Regions from separate parts of the Mus musculus genome. Here region 1 is linked to region 2. A link is a contact called in public HiChIP or PLAC-seq data. All regions are on one chromosome and are shown on one strand. Each heading gives the region's core, a stretch centred on a gene start, on an enhancer-like site or on the middle of the called end of the contact. The rest is flanking DNA. Distances are from core to core; before and after follow the strand shown. Region 1 overlaps Zswim6 (zinc finger SWIM-type containing 6). Region 2 holds the start of 3830408C21Rik (RIKEN cDNA 3830408C21 gene).

Region 1 (5,261 bases), core at 402-2,901, 850 kb before region 2:
ATGGTTGGGTTCTGGTACTAGACTGTTGTGTAAAGCCTCTTTGTTCCGTCTGGTTGGAAAGGTCTTTTCTCCTAGTTCTGACCCAAAACCTATTCTGAAAGCAGTTCATTTATTGGGTGGTTACACCTTTGAGTAGGTAAGCCTGGCTCATTCCCATGCAGAAAAGTCTTTGTGGGTTACCCAGGGGAGCCTTGGCAGTATGTGTACCTTTGTAGAGTTAAGAGAGCCCTTGCCCTTTTACTTGCTGTTTCACTTTTTGTAAAGACTCTGTCATACCTAGGTAGTCTGAAGCAGGAGAACTGAGTTTTGCAACAGCCACAAGGTTTGACCGAGTTCCCCTCAGCCCTCAAAGAAAACCCAAACCAAACTTGGAAAACTAAACTTAGTCTTTTGACAACTCCCTCCCAGCGACCACTTGCAAAAGCGCACAACTTCAAGACATCCATAAGATCTTGTACATTTTGAAGATACATTGGCTGGTTAACATAAATAGTTTGTTAAACTTATCTATAAAACACGGATGGCTTTCTCTTGAAACTTTTAGACTTAGTTTTGAAGTATAATAAGATTTACCAGAGGGGTTTTTTTCTTTTTTTTAATTCTATTTGAGCAAGAATTTAGCAGTATGGATGTATTTCCAAAGTTTGGCTCACAACAGGGTGGGTTATCCAGAAATGGACTGGTTGCCAGTTTTGTTTGCCCAGTCTGTCTTGGTTGTGCCCCTTCCATGGACCACTTTTGCTCTGGCAACTTCTTTCTCAGTTCTGTTGGGTGTTTTTTATGTGTCTGTGTCTTGGAAAGCCATGATGATGGAGCCTGGGATCTCACCTCCAGTCTTTCTAGCTGTATAATGTTAATGCATTTCCCCTTTGCTGCTATGTTAGTGGCTTTTCTCAATTATTTTATACCACAAAGCTCTTTAAAACTCGAGTTGCTCTGTACTTGGATTTATTCGTGATTATGTAAGAGCAGACCATACACACACATGCACCCACACCCACATACACACACACACACACACACACACACACACGCATGCACGCACGCACGCACATGCAATGAGTGTGCATATATAATCTTTGAACAGGTGGAGATCAGCTCTTAGATTCTGCACGTATCGTAGCCAGTAGGGTGCTGTTTGCATCAACCTTTTGTAGACCCTTCAGTGGCCTGCTTTTGCTCATAGGTCCACAGGTCACAGCATGGCCCTCCCCATGATCCTCATGTGCCTCTTGCATTAATATTTCTCTTGTCCTTGAGTGTGCCCAAGCTGCTCTGCCACTTAGGGCACCTTTCTTTGCATAGTTAGTACCTTGTTTAGTTATGGCAACAAACAAACAAATAAAAAACCTTTCCTTTGAAACCTTAATGATTTTTTTTTTTTTTTGGTGGTCTCTCCCCTCCCATTTCTCCTGTTAGATTGTAAGGCCCATGAGTGCAGTGTGTATATGTCTGTCTGTGTGTTTCTAGCCCTGGGTCCTAGGACAGCTACACATAGTTGGATATCTCAGTAAAAGCTTGTTGATTCAAAGAAAGAAGTGATATTTTGCCATAGAACTAGTTTTCCTGACTGTCCAGAAGGAGGCACTGCCTCATCTATCCTTACCCCACCCCTCTGACATGAATAACATGAAAGGTATTTCCGTGTTTTACATTTGTAGTCACTTGGAGCTACTCCCAAATTCCCCAGAAGGTATATTTGCATCCACCACTGTTAGACTGTCCTAGACAATGAGAGCTCCCTATTCTTTGTATATATTAAGTACCTTACCACACTGTTAGCTGCATTGGAATGTGGGTTTGGTTGATATGGGTTGAGAAACTGACACATTGGGAAAGAGCAACCAGTTTCCAGTTGTAGGTTGCAAGTGAATGGGAGGTCTGAGGGATGGGTGGCACTCTTGCCCAGAGCTCACTTCCTTTCTCTGTCCCGCAGTTCTGATGCAGTTCTGCTTGGTCAGAGTAGACACTGGCTTGCGATAGTGCCATTTGCAGGGGACAGTGTGGGCTAATTCCAGTCTGCATGGAGTAGTGTTTTTTCTTGCCTTTTCCTTTTCAGTCCCACCCCCAATCATTTTAATCTTTTCACCCTCATTAATCAAACAGAAAAGTAGCAGGCCAGAGTGATGGATGTAAGAAATCCTAGCCAAGCATCTGCTGTATAAAGTTCTTTCTGTTAGAAATTACTACTGTTAGAGGTAGTCTTGGAAGAACAGCCTCTTTTTCTAGTGTCTTATTGTATGTGGGGGTCAGGATTGGGTCAGCGTTTATTTGAAATTTGTATAAATCTCTCCACTTTTGGAGTGCCAGTTTTGTGTTACGAGCATGGTTTTTACGTTTCTACCCACTTGAGAAGGCATCTTACTCTGTGCGTGAGATGCCCGGATCCTTATGCAGCAGTAGCACCAGGCAGCCCGCTGTGGACCTGTACCCCAGGAGTCCCATGTGTCAGGTCGAGTTGTCTTTGAGCGTTGTCCCTAATGCTTATCATCTTACAGCTGCTTGAACAGTGTCTCCTGACTGCTGAATATGCTGTGGCAGCCATCTTTACACAAAGTAGGGGTTATATGGCCCATTCATGATGTAGTACCTTGTTGCTCCTTGGAGCTGATACTGTGCTTAGTTTAAGATATCTTCTGTTCTTTGTTAGACTTAACAGAAATATAGTAGTTACAGTTAACATTGGTGACACTGTGAATTTGGCTTGAAAAACGTCCCATGTCCTCGTTTTCATTAGAGCGTGGTTTTCAGGAGAAGACATGGTAGCAGTGTTTGGAGGAGATGCTTCAAGGCGCTCAGTGTAACAGAAGTGCTGGTGCCGCAGGAAAGGGAGGGGCTCTGGGCACTGTAGGTTGTGAGCAGTTCTGTGATGGAGGCTCATTGCCCCGTCACTCTATTGCTATCAGATTACCGCCTTAAAGGTCTGCCAAGCTCACACAAGCCAGCCTTGGGTTTCCCTTGTTTTTAGCAGATGTCCTTGAAGAGGAAGATTAGATGGGTCTTTCTAGGTAACGTCCAGTCTCAGCTTTTGCGCTTTCCCGTATCTTCTTAAATTAGTGAGTTGCCATTCTTTCAACTTAGCCATCTCCAGCGGGGGTTATTTGTGGCGGTTGCAGCTTTCGGTGTGGTCTGGTTACAAGTTAAAAAGCTTCAGAAGTCTATATAACTTGCCATAATTTTAACACTTTGCACTGTTTTGATGATCTGATTTACACAGGTACCGTATAAAATCCCACCTCTGCTGTACAGTCGCTGGAACAGCGAGTGAGCTCTGCTTTTTATGACCAAGTTATGGGATGAGTAATTACTCTCTAGAGTGAATGGCTCAAAATGAAATAACTGTATGCTTAAGGTGCGATGTGACACCAGATGTACTTAGGCCTCAGAGGTATGTAATTATCTCGCTACACCGACACATACACACAAGCATGTTTACGCTTGTGGCAGGAGTTTTACTTGCAGAGGAAACCCCACTTTCTGGTAAGTGAAAGAACAGTCCATTATCTTTGAGGGATTCAGAAATTGCTTTGCTTTACAGGAGCCATCTCAATCCCCTGCATTCTTTAGGGCATAATTTAAACAGTGCTCCATCAGTGGATCCTGGAATAAACAGGTATACTCCGGCCTTTAGATACTAAGGGAGGTTTAGGGATTTGCCCAGAGCGTCAGGCCTCTCCATCCCCGGCTGCTGCTTTCGCTAACTTGATCCATGCTTCATTCTTAGACTCGGTCTTGATTATCAGTTATATTCATTAAAGGCCACACCTGTATTTTGGCTTTCCACTGCAAGTAAGATCTTTTGTTAGGCTACTTAGATTTTAAGTTTTATATATTCTGTCTGGTCTCATGGATCACGAAGAATTAAAGGTGCTAGTACTTTAAATTCATTTGTTTTTCCTCCTTTTAATTGAGTGTTAAAGTAATCCTTGAGTCACATAAAAATGTGACTTTTTTTTTTTAATAAAAATTTCTGCTAGCTACACAGGCAAGTTTTCTGTGCTGTTATTGAATGGTATTAACTTGCTCAGCTGGCCCCACGTTCCCTACCATAGGACCAGATACTTGTCTTGGAGATTGAGGGTGGTGGTTAGGACCTAGCTAGCTCCCTGTTCACAAGCCCAGGAGATGAGAATTCCTTACCTAGGGAGCCACAGAGCCCTGTAGTGGCTGCTCACGCCTCCCCTGGGCTAGAGAAAGCAAGCAGAGGTGGGGCTTGGCCTTGGGACTGGGAGCGAAACTCACTGAAGGGACCTCACTTGTTTGTGGTGTGATGGTTACATGTGATCCTCCCGAGAGAAGTTAAAGAAGGACAGTAATAGGCTACAGATGCCACAGCCACAATGTCACCTGAGCTTTTTAAGCAATCTAGAAACATTAAGGATTCAAATTTTTTAAATTAGAATTCACAGATAATTTATGAAAAAACTAGTAAGTTGTTAGCTCTGTGCCGGTTATCGAAGCAGTGAGGAAAGAGACGTGGATGTCTGTGGCGTCGGTAGCCACTAGCCGTGTGCCACCATTGAGCATGCACATGCGCAGCACTTTCCATGTAGAACATGGGCATGTGGCCGGCTAGAATTGAGATAATACACACAGAAGATTTTGAAGACTTAAATGTGAAGACAACAAAAAGAATTAAATATATTATGACTTAATTAAATGAAGTAACATTTTGTGTTAAATGTATGATTAATTTCACATTTTAAACTTTAAAGTATGGCTAATAGAAGATTAAAATTACATCTGTGCATAATATCTAATTGTGCAGGTGTTTTGATCTAGTTTTAGTTTAGTTGTCATGGTTTTCTTATATATTTGAAGTTGACTTTTTAGCAGCTTAACACTTAAAACTTAGATCCAAGACACTGAGTCTTCATTTTGGTTTCCTTTCAGGTTGAGACAATTTTTTGTTCTACATTTCTAAGACTGATGAAGGGTGGGGGATGATCACTTTATTGGCCAAGTGTTTGCTAATAATCTGGACTTAGATATTACTTCTTATTATCATAGGAAGTTCAGTGAGTTAGTGTTTATAAAGTTTTTTATTTCTAGGCAGAATATAGAGTAAGTGCTAAAATGATATAAACTTATCCCTTTAAAACAAACTAGAATTCATGGTAATTAGAAGAAGCTGCCTCTAAGCTTCACCTCCTTCCCTTTCTCGCTCTTCTCTCCACCCCCACTTTCTCTTTGTTTGAAGACCGATAAATGGATTTCCCCTGAATTTAAAAGTGCATTTGGCATCGGATTAAACATAACAG
Region 2 (4,994 bases), core at 1,891-4,390:
GAACAGAGCAGCACAAAAAGAGAATTGGAAAGAAGAGGGCAGTTTTCCTAGGACAGTTTTACAGAGACAGGTTGAAGAGAGAACAAGCTAGACACAGGTGAAGATAGAATGAGCCAGAGAATGAGAAGGAGCCAGAAGATTGCCAAAGATAGTTCAAGACCAAGCAGAGCAAAAAGCCAGACATGCAGAGAAGCCAGATTGAATCAGTGAGCTTGAGAGGAGTTTGAGACAAAACAGCCGGCCAGAGATCAGAAAGAAAAAGGAAGGGTGAGCTTAGTCGCTTAGTCGGCACAAAGTCTCAGGGGCTGAAAACACGCTAGGTCTAGATTAGATTGTAAGGAGGCTAGAAGCTCCTGGGACAAGGCACAGGTTAGCAGTCGGAAGCAGTAAGCCTCCGAGATGACAATTATTACAAGAGAGTAAAAGTTACTTTTATATTACTTTATGCGACCTATGTTCCATTGGCATTTCAGAACTTTAAACATGGAGGACAAATGACCATAATGCTATGGTTTGAATATGACACAGGCCCCATGGGGCTTTGGCACACACGGTCTTCATCCAGCTGGATGGTACTGTTTCGGTAGACTATGGAAACCTTTGGAACATGGGGCTTAGCTGGTAGATATTGACCAATGGACAAAACTTGAGGCTATATCTCAGCCCAGGGACCAGTCCCATTCTCTGCTCCCTGATCTTCCAACAGGTGAGGTACCTCTGTCACACACTCCCACTGACATGTCTTCCGCACCACAATGGACTGTATCCTTTGAATTCTGGGCAAAACTAAACTTCTCTCCCCTTAAGTTGGTTCTGTCCAGGATTATTCCATGCAATAAGAATTTGTGTGTGTGTGTGTGTGTGTGAGAGAGAGAGAGAGAGAAAGAGAGAGAGAGACAGACAGACAGACAGAGAAAGAGACAGAGACAGAGACAGAGACAGAGAGAGGAGGAGGTGATGAGGAAGGGTTGGAGAGAGGCCCAGTTGTGGGAAGCCACATGTGCCGTTGCAGAGTGGCACTGACTACTGCTGGCCACCACGCATAAGTTTGGACAAACAACCAATGTGTACATATGCAGTAAAGTTTTTTGCAAAGACACTGCCTGGCCCGGGCATGATAATGAGGTTCTGTAAGGTACTGAGAGTATAACCAATCAGATGTGAGACATGCAAATGAGGTATGATAATGAGGTTCTGTAAGGTACTGAGAGAGTAACCAATCAGATGTGAGACATGCAAATGAGGTATGATAATGAGGCTCTGTGAGGTACAGAGAGAGAGAGTAGCCAATCAGATAAGGAACATGCAAATGAGGCGTAGTGCATAACCAATCCGGGTGTGAGACACGCCTCTCCTAGGCCTATAAAAGCAGCACCAGTTCTGGGCTCGGGGTCTCTTCGCCTCTACAATCAAGCTCTCCCAATAAACTTGTGCAGAAGGATCCTGTTGCAGCGTCGTTCTTCCTGGCCAGTCGAGCGCGCGCAAGACCCAGCGATTAAGAGCATTAATCACTGGCTGCTCTTCTAGAGGTCCTGAGTTCAATTCCAGCAACCATGTGGTGACTCACAATCTCCTATAATGGGATCTACTATCCTCTTCTAGTGTGTCTGAAGACAGCTACAGTGTACTCATATAAATATTAACAAATAAATCTTTGAAAAAAAAGAAAAGTTCCTATGTATACATAGTTATAGATCAAACATGTCTATTTACAAAGTGATACTTACCACTTTGCAAGAATCCCTAGGCAGAAGAGTCATCTAGGCTGGAGTGGGTGGAGCAGGTTTTACAAAGACAGTAGGCTTTCAGGGCTAGCAGTTTAGCTCACTTGGTAGAACACTTGCTTGTTGGTGTTGTAGTTGCCTCTCTTTCTGGGATAAAGCACCATGACCAAGACAACCGACAAAACAAAAGTGTTTCACTGTGCTTATGGTTTCCTAGGTTTGAAGTCCATGATGGTGGAACAAAGGCATGCTGGCCTCAACACCTGAGCGCTCACCTCTTGATGCACAAGTAAGAGGTCTAGAAAGCTAACTCTAAATGGTGTCTTTTGAAACCTCAGCGCCTGATCCTAGTGAAACCCTTTCTCTAATAAGGGCACATTTCCTAATCCTTCCCAAACAGTTCCAACAATGGGGACAAAGTATTCAAGCACATGAACCATTCTCATCCACAATGCTCTCATCACGTACAAAGTCCTGGATTCTATCCCCAGTACCACATAAACTAGAAGTGATGGCTCACACCAGTAAGGCATTCAAGATTATCCTCACTACATAGCATGGTTAAGGCCAGCTTAGGTCAAATGACACCCTATCTAAAAAAAAAAAAAAAAAAAAGTAAATAACAAGTGAAAAATGTAGGGAGGTGAGAGGAAGATTTAAATAATCAGGGGGAAGGAGAAGAGATCATATTATCCTAGATCATGGGGGAAGATGAAGAAACCAAGATGCAGGAATGGGCAGGCAGGGAGTAACTGAGGAGAGTAGTAAGTCATTCTACAAAGAATTTACGACAAAGCTGGTGGAGGTTACACTTCAGTTTACACGCTTGTCTACCTGGCCCCCTCTGCTTGGCACTCTCCATGTTGCTGTAGTCAGCTCAGCCACATGACTGCAGAAGAGGCTCATTATTCAACGTTCTTCAAGTCTCTGCTCTGATTTTGAGTCATAGCTGCTGGAGTTAGAGACTAGGGCAAGTAAGCCTTGAGCTCTACTGAAGCAATAGGATAGCAGGACAGGCCCGCTGGTAGCCCAGGAGGGCTTCGCTTTGAATTGCAATGAGCTGGGAAGTAAAGGGCAAGGGGAGGTCTTCGTTCCTACTCAGGGTGGACGACACCCTTTCGACCCTCCATAATTGATGGGAAGCCTGAACCAGGCATGCCCCGGCCTTAATAAGGTTCCTCAAGGACCGGCTGCCCCGGAGTGGCATGCGATCTGACAGCCACAGAAATGCACTGAGCCAGTTCTTTAATCGGTCAGTGCCCCTCAGTCCCGCGCCCCGAAAGCCTCGATCCCACTCGGCCCTCAACCCGTTCCTGCGGCAGCGTGCACGCGGAGCGGGAGCTCTGGAAGGACGTCGCGAGTCGTTTCCCGCGCCTCGTAGGCCGCCGCGTGCGGAATCAAACCCGGCGCGGGTTCGTACCCGGCCGGGCCGCGCGCGCTCCCGTTCCCGTTCCCGTTCCCGCGGACGGCTCAGCCCCGCCCGCCGCCAGGCCGCAGCCGAGCTGGGCGGGGCCGCCTGCAGCCCGAGCGCGCGGGCGCACGGCAGGAAGCCGCGGGCCGCCGGGTGTGCGCAGGCGCGCGGCGCCCCGCCTCTCCAGCGTCCGTAGGGGCGGGCGGCGCGAGCCCTCCCACTCTTCCCCCGCGCCGCCTCACGGCTGCGGCCCTCGCTTCACCCGGACGCCCGGCGTGCGCGCCCGCCCGCCCGCCCGCCCGTCCGCCCGCCCGTCCGCCCGTCCGCCCGCAGGCCCGGGGCTTCAGCCCGCTCGTCCGCCGCCGCTCTCGCCGCGGCCCCGCTCGCGTCCACGCTGCCTCCCGGACCGGCGCGGACGCGGGCCACCGCTGCCCCTCCCGCCGCCACCCCGCCCCCTCCCCGCCTGTTTCGCCCGCCTGCCGCCGCTCCGGATGAGGTGATGGCAACGGCCAACTTCGGCAAGATCCAGATCGGGATTTACGTGGAGATCAAGCGCAGCGATGGTGAGCCGCGCCTCTGGCCGCGTCGGGCCGGCTGCCCCTTTGATTGCTCTACGGGTTGTGGGGGCGGGAAGGCGGCGGCCCGGCGCTTTTGTGTGCGGCGTTGTGCGGGTGAGGCGGGCGTGGGGTCCGCCCGGGCGCCGCTGCAGTGCGGGGCCCCGGCCGCAGGGCGGGAGCCGCTCCCGGGTTCGCGGTCCTCTCCCCCCAGGGGACTCCGTTAGGGTTGCCCGTGCCTCGCGCTGCCTCTACTCTGCCTTTTACCGGTCTCTGCCTCGGTGGCGTGGAAAGGGTGGTAGCGTGAAGATCGGGGATGTCGGCACCGAGAGACCCGACTGGCAGCCAGAGGCCATTGGGGAGCCATCCGGTTGTTGTTAAGTGCTATCCGGTTGTCAGGCCTCTTTGCCTGTTCTCCCCCAAGCATGCTGCTTTCTTCTGCTGATCCAAGTGCAGAGAAGGCTGCACTCGGCCATGAAAAGGGGTGGGGGAGTAACGGGAAAGAAATACTCGGTACGCTTCACCAAGGTGATGCTACTGAAAGGGAAGGAGAGGATGGAGAGAGGATGGACGCAGTCCACGGGAGACACTCCTGAGAGGGTGGGCGACCGGATGTTGATATTTTCACACCCTGGGGAGGTAACTGAGAGAAGTGTAAGGCGAGGGGAAGAGACATGTTTAATTCATTTAAAAAAAAAGACCCATAGGCTGCTTATGGATGTTGCTGTAGGTTCCTCGTAGGGGGGAAATATTTTTATCACTTCTAAGTGTAAAGTGAAAATCATCCATATTGTAAATGAAATAACTGAGTAGAAGGGGATGAATGAAATGCTAGTGTTAGGAATTGATTCTTGACTGCATCTCACTTGTACCCAATTCCTTTTACTTAATTGTGGCCTATTCACCATCCTTTACCGCAATTAATAAGGGCATGGCCAAAACACCCATTTCTTGGTTTCTACCAAATTTGATCAAGTCACATCAGTATACATGAGTAGATTGGTTTTCCTGTTATTTATGATGTGTTGGAAGTGGTTAGTGATTTTTTTTTTCTCTCCCTCTTTGCAGCTGAAGTAATTTGGTAACTGGAAGGATTATTTTGTGTATTATATATTTTTGAGAAAATACATTATAACTTGTAGAGCTTTAGAAGTTACCAAACGGAAAAGGGATACTTTCTTTACTTGGATTGGAGTTTGCTTTATCAATTCTCTGAAGATGACTTTCTTGCAATCATTATGCTGTCTAATGCCATTTTATTTTTTGGTGAATGTAGGTTGGCAGTATGTTAACAAATATAGGACT

Evidence for each region. HiChIP or PLAC-seq counts read pairs in DNA pulled down with a chosen protein or histone mark.
Region 1: an H3K27ac HiChIP or PLAC-seq map of embryonic stem cells shows a contact between it and region 2, with 2.9 times the contacts expected there. The contact joins the enhancer-like site here to the promoter of 3830408C21Rik in region 2. A contact is called at or near these places in 1 of 39 promoter capture datasets (pre-B cells), 4 of 484 Hi-C or Micro-C datasets (LSK cells, cerebellum, cortical neurons and 1 more) and 7 of 115 datasets of contacts at active chromatin or transcription factors (astrocytes, effector CD8 T cells, embryonic stem cells and 3 more).

Annotation. Positions count from the first base shown.
Region 1 is chr13:107,869,936-107,875,196 of GRCm38.p6, reverse strand. The region is part of intron 5 of Zswim6 (zinc finger SWIM-type containing 6); the gene reads left to right. Among named protein-coding and RNA genes, the nearest start is that of Zswim6, 17 kb to the left of the region's middle. Within about 2 kb of position 1,651, at least 37 of the 459 cell types and tissues checked have an H3K27ac peak or open chromatin away from gene starts, as enhancers often do. A contact at or near this core is called in embryonic stem cells and pancreatic cancer cells, where this site is marked.
Region 2 is chr13:107,020,716-107,025,709 of GRCm38.p6, reverse strand. It overlaps 3830408C21Rik (RIKEN cDNA 3830408C21 gene), which reads right to left and starts at 3,140. Exons shown (of 4, transcript NR_015471.1): 1 at 1,728-3,140. Kif2a (kinesin family member 2A) reads left to right here and starts at 3,355. Exons shown (of 21, transcript NM_001374727.1): 1 at 3,355-3,698. The coding sequence starts at 3,635.